2 separate regions of the Anser cygnoides genome follow, and region 2 is linked to region 1. Evidence: chromatin contacts called from public Hi-C data. All regions are on one chromosome and are shown on one strand. The core of a region is the stretch at or near the end of the contact, and the rest is flanking DNA. Distances in the headings are between cores, read along the strand shown.

The links. Hi-C and Micro-C count contacts between places; a contact is called where the count stands out from the background.
Region 2: a Hi-C map of liver shows a contact between it and region 1, with 5 times the contacts expected there. The contact joins the promoter of RAB1A here to the enhancer-like site in region 1. A contact is called at or near these places in 2 of 7 Hi-C or Micro-C datasets (both in liver).

Annotation. Positions count from the first base shown.
Region 1 is chr3:606,229-608,928 of Taihu_goose_T2T_genome, reverse strand. All of the region lies in intron 3 of AFTPH (aftiphilin), which reads right to left. Among named protein-coding and RNA genes, the nearest start is that of AFTPH, 19 kb to the right of the region's middle. Within about 2 kb of position 1,323, at least 1 of the 3 cell types and tissues checked has open chromatin away from gene starts, as enhancers often do. A contact at or near this core is called in liver, where this site is marked.
Region 2 is chr3:847,588-850,287 of Taihu_goose_T2T_genome, reverse strand. RAB1A (RAB1A, member RAS oncogene family) reads left to right here and starts at 1,378. Exons shown (of 6, transcript XM_048060753.2): 1 at 1,378-1,633. The coding sequence starts at 1,611.

The sequences.
Region 1 (2,700 bases), core at 74-2,573:
AATTTGTTTTTCCTCTTATTCTTCATCACAAGACTACAGAATCACTGCATTCCTTCAGCAACACTATCCTGGACTCTACTTGGCCACGCTAAATCCACCCCAGCTGTCTGCACATGAACTCAGCAGAGACGGGTCACTGTTGCTCTTCAGAGCTGTGAAAAAAAGAGGTGCTGAAGCTTGCCATAAAGACAATATTTTTGGGCTACACTACATAAAAGGTCCATGTGAATTGAAGCTTTCACCACTGAACTACTATAATGCTTCCCTGGGTGAAGTTTCAGGGAACTCTGTGCACAGGGGGTAAAAAAAAAAAAAAGATGTCTTGCTTCTGTCTGTGGTGCCAGTCACACATCAGCACACGACAGCTCATCCAGTGAGCGACCCCCATGCCGTAAGCTATGGAGCAGAGCGGCGCTTTGTGCCTCCTGCCTCCCCTCTCTCCACTGGAGGAGGCAGCCCCATTTCTCAGCACAACCCCTCCTTTACCCCACCTGGCTCTTGCTCGAAGTCCAGGGCAGCCTGCTGTCCCCTGAAGGGGGAGGGTGAGAAGTGGAGCATCCCTTCAGCCCCCTTCTCCTGCTACAGGGGAAAAGAGGATACAGAGGAAGAAACTCTCAGGCTCTGGGCTGTTTGTGTCTACTGAACGCACAACCAGGAGACCTAAGAATAAATAAAAACAGTGTAAAAGTTGCAGTACATTAGTCAGAAAAATGAGATATTCCACATTTATCTGGCAGAAGAACATAAGAAAGGAGACAGAAATGGGCATTTGAAGGAATGCTAAAAGTATAATTTACAGATGGACTGAAATGATAGAGGCATGACCAGCCTCCAGAATGCAGAAGTTCGGTGAAGGCTCTCTCAAAAAAAAAAAAAAAAGGCAGATCAAAGATCAGGGGCCAGAAGCCAAGAAAAGAAACTGATTAACCAGAGAGATCTTATTTGATATTACACACCCACTGTTCTGAGAGGGCCTCTTACAAGAATTTACGGCCATTTCAATATTATGTAGACATTTAGTGAGAAACTCCCTTTGCTGTGTTTTGTAATACCCAAACAATATTTTCATCAACACATTCGCCGCTGTGTAACTAACTCACTGTATACTTCCGTAACTTCATCACCTTTTTAAGAGCTAACCTACAGGACCACACAGTTAAAATCCATTTTTTTAGCTCCACCACTTTAACGGCTACAAATCACCAAAGGATCCAAACCCACCAACTTCAGAGGGTCTCGAGGTCTTCTGGGCTCAAGCACTAAGAAACAGACATGAACAGTTAACTAAGCACACATAAACAACCAAACCACTAAGTTCCCAGTTACATAGGGGCAGTTTTTTAATTTGGAACAGTTTACGGACTGCAACTGCTTAAATTAAAAACCACTTGGTCTTCCACATAGCAACATTTATTTCTCCAATGTGCAGGCTGTGCTTAGCAAACAGAGCACCTTCGCCAAGCAATGGGAGAAGCGCTGCAGGCACAACAACCGAGCCAAGAGGAGAAGCAAAGCTAGCATAGAACACCAGCTTCACTTCTCACGATCCCAGCGTGTTTCTTCTCCCCATTCTCCTCTTAAAAAGAAGTTCATTTTAACACAGCGCCATAAATTTCTTAGAGGTTGGGGAAAAAAAAAAAAGTGTTTCATTCTTATTTATCCGCATTTATTTCTGCGGATATTTTATAATGGAAACAATGGTCCTAAACCAAGAGTTACAAGGCAGCAAGGATGCTATTTAGTTATGCAATCAAGTGGTGTCTTTTATTGCTTGATGCAAGAGAGTTATAAACCACAGGCAAGTTAAGTGTAGAAATGTGAAGCTGTCTCCCTTCTTTGGCTGGAAGGCTCATCCATTTATTCTCCCTCAGCTGGAGAGTATCAAATCTTGTGTCTTCCATGCAGGTAAAATGAAGTTTAATAGTTACCTCACTAGACCACATAAAACTTACTTCCCATTTCAGTCATGCTATTATTATCTAGCGGTGGTGTACTGATTTTTCAGCCAGGCTCTGAGAGGAAGTATGGTAGACAAAACTTACGTGTACAAGATGGAAAATAACTTTTAAAAGACTGTGGCATATGAACAGAAATGCTACACCAGTTCTTCCTCCCAAGCTATTTTCTGTTGTAAGATCCCCTTAGCCAGCCTGTTCTGAATTACAGCAATTATGAGATACTTTTAATGGTCTGTTTTGGTCTGTTATTCAGCTGAACATCCTTAAAAACTATGCTATGAACATAAAAAAGCCTTTCCAGACAGATAAGTTTATACTGCAAGTTGTTACCCAACTGTCTGAACTTAATTTAGCCAACAGTACCCTAATTTATCTTAGTGAACAGGGAGTCTGAAGTCTTTATGGCCGTAGCTACGTTTTTTCCAAGAGGATGACTATTCATTCATTGCCCAAGAAGTGCTCTCAACATGACAGTGATGCAGGGTTTTCTTTGTCTTGATGCACACTTGCAGCTCAGGAGCTGTACATCATCCACTCTGATTAATCTGAAGAGGTCGAGCTTCGGCACACAGGCTCTCTGATAAGCAGAGGATCTGAAAAGCTGCTTGAAGGGTTGTTTATATTTCCCTTTCTCCCGTTTCCAGATTTGTTAAGTCTCAGCTAAACCATGGAAGAGTTTTGGCCTTCCAAACAAACCACTGCTCATCTTCGCCTCCTCTAGAGATGCTTATACTCCCTGAAC
Region 2 (2,700 bases), core at 129-2,628, 240 kb before region 1:
ATGCAATTTCAGTTCCTCTGGGGATTCAGCTCTGTCGCTGCCCAATTGCAAGACTCCTGTTCACATCGGTTATTTTGGTAACCCCTTGTACTTGCATGGCTGGTGACTTGCAGCTTGGTGGAAGTCAGTTTGTGAACAGATTAATATCTGGATTGCTGCAGTAACACTTTTCAGCTTGCCACGTGAAGATGACATAAGCACTACACACACTTCTTTGCCTGCCTAGGATGTTTCGGTGACGTGGTAGTCTTCTTGCGGACTCTTTCTCCCATCCTTTGAGCCGGCTGGAAGATAAACTTTGGTCAATATGTTACACTATGCCCTTTGTAATGAAATAACATCAGATAATATGTGTTTAGTGGGGATTTAAATTCCTGAGCTGATTACCAGGAGCTGTTAAGACGTGTAAGGTTTAGCAGTCCCCTGTGTACGATTCTAGAACGACGACGTACAGTATTTCAGTGACGTGCTCCTTCTGATGGCGTTTGAAAGGGCAGGACTTTGTTAGGAATACACTTGAAAGCGTAAGCAACCGAAAATACCAGTGACACAACTTGATGGTTAGTAGGAATTTAAGTGAAAACTAGAAAACTAAGCTCCTAAATTCTGAGTTCTTCTAGGTTTAATGAGACTTTTGCTTGGAGGTATCAGGAGTATGACAGGGTCGCCATCCCTTTGCTTCCTAGGAGGAAAACGAGTGTAGTAGTGTTTAATGCACCCGAAGGACGGTATGTGACTGAATAATGCTTGGAAACCGCTTTAGATAACAGATGTAATGGTTGTTGTGTGGAAAGGGACTGATCCTTATTACTGGGGGGGGCGCAGAGTATGATTTCATGAGGTGATTTCATGAGGTGATTTCGTGAGGTGATGTCATTTTTTTTTTTAATTTATTTCGGCGTGCAGGCAGCTGGCCCCGCCAGGCACGGCACAGCCGGGCCGGCAGCGAGGCCTTGCGGGCTCCGCGCCCCTCAGAGCCGAGTCCCCAGGCCCAGGCCGCGGCCGTGCCCGGGCCCGGCCGGGTGGGGAGGGCGCTGGCCCCGCCCCTCGGCGCTTAAGCCCCGCCCCCTCCGCCCGCCCCGCGACTCGCCCGGGCTGCCACGTCTGCCCGCTGACGTCACCCCCGGCCGGCCCCTCCCCGGCCAATCCGCTGCGCCCACTGCCGCGCCGAGCCGACGGGGCCGAGGGAAGAAAGGCCGGCCGACGCGCATGCGCCGCCGCCGCCGCGGGGGCCGCCGGGAGAGCGAGTCCCGCAGAGCGGGGCGCGGCCGGCCGCGGGCGCGGGGCGGCGGGCGTGGCGCGGACTCGGTTTCCCGGCATGCCCCGCCGCCTCCCCCCGGCCATGTAAGCGCTGCTGGTCGAGCGGCCGCCCCGTTTCCTGGTCGGGCAGCGGCGGCCATTTTGGGCTGAGGAGCGAGCGCGGAGGCCGCGGAGCGGAGCGGGGCCGGGCGGAGGGGGCAGGCCGGGCCGAGCCGAGCCGGGCGCAGGCGGCAGCCCTCGCACCCCCTGCATCCGCGGAGCGCCCGCCTGGGCGGCGGCAGGTGCCAGGCCGCCAGCGCCCTCCCCTCGCAGCGCCCTACGCCGTCCCTCGGGCCGCGGGCCCCACGGACATGTCCAGCATGAACCCCGAGTAGTGAGTGCGGGGCGGGGGGGGTAAGGGCGACGGGGCCGGGGGGCTGGGGGGCACAGCGGAGCCGGGGGGAGGCCCCCCGGGCCTTGGCGGTGGGGAGAGCCCCCGGGTGCCCCCCCCGGTGCCGCCCTCCTGGGGGGGACCCGAAGGGTGTGGGCGCCTCGCCCTGCCCCGGGGCTGCCCCCCCGGTGAGCCCCGCCTGGGGGGAGCGGCGGGGGGGGGCAGCCGGGAGAAACAGCCCCTCTCCGCGGGGGCTGCGCGCCCCGGCCCGCTGGCAGGCTGGGCAGGCGGAGGTCCGCCCTGCCCCGCTCCGGCTGCGAGTCATGTGTGTGTCACATGGCGCTTGCAAAACACTCGGGGCCTCCGTGGGTTTTGCAACGCTCCGGCTGGGTCATGGAGCAAGTGATCTTCGGGGTTGGCCTCAGCCGAAACAGGAGCTGCCTGGAGAGCCTGGTGATGGCGCGGGGCTGTGGTTTTCTCTGGAGGGTCGTGGTGCGAGGGTGGCCTTGTCCTCGGCAGTGGGGATGGCTGAGGGCTCTGGGCAGTGGTTGTCCGGGGCCTGGCAGCAGTAAGAGCAGCGGCATGCCCACCAGGGTGTTGGGGACACCAAACCTCAGCTCCCTCATCTTTTTTTTGAGGGACTCGGGATTCATTTAAATCACGCTTTAAAGCCAGCCACTTTACTGTCACTACTTCAGTGCCAAAGAGTGGTTTTAGGATTCTTTCATCTGTGCTGGCACTCCGGTTTGGGATGACAAAGCTGCCGTGCCCTCTAATGCAACTGAAGTGGTTTTGCTCTTGAGCCCCATGTGTGGTATGACATTACTGCTCTAGATCCCACCATCACTTTATGGGTGACACTCAACCAACTTTTGTCCTCAGACCTTGTCTTCCCACGCAGCTGTGGCTGCTGGTGTGCATGGTCACGGCTTTTATGCTCCCTGTGTATGGCAGTGTGACTGCAGGCACTCTGTGCCCATTAAATTCACCTGGAGAGTGAGCAGGAATAGAAGGCGAAGTAATCATCAGCTAGCTCCAGATAGTTGCTGAAAACTGAGAGGTTCAGCCAG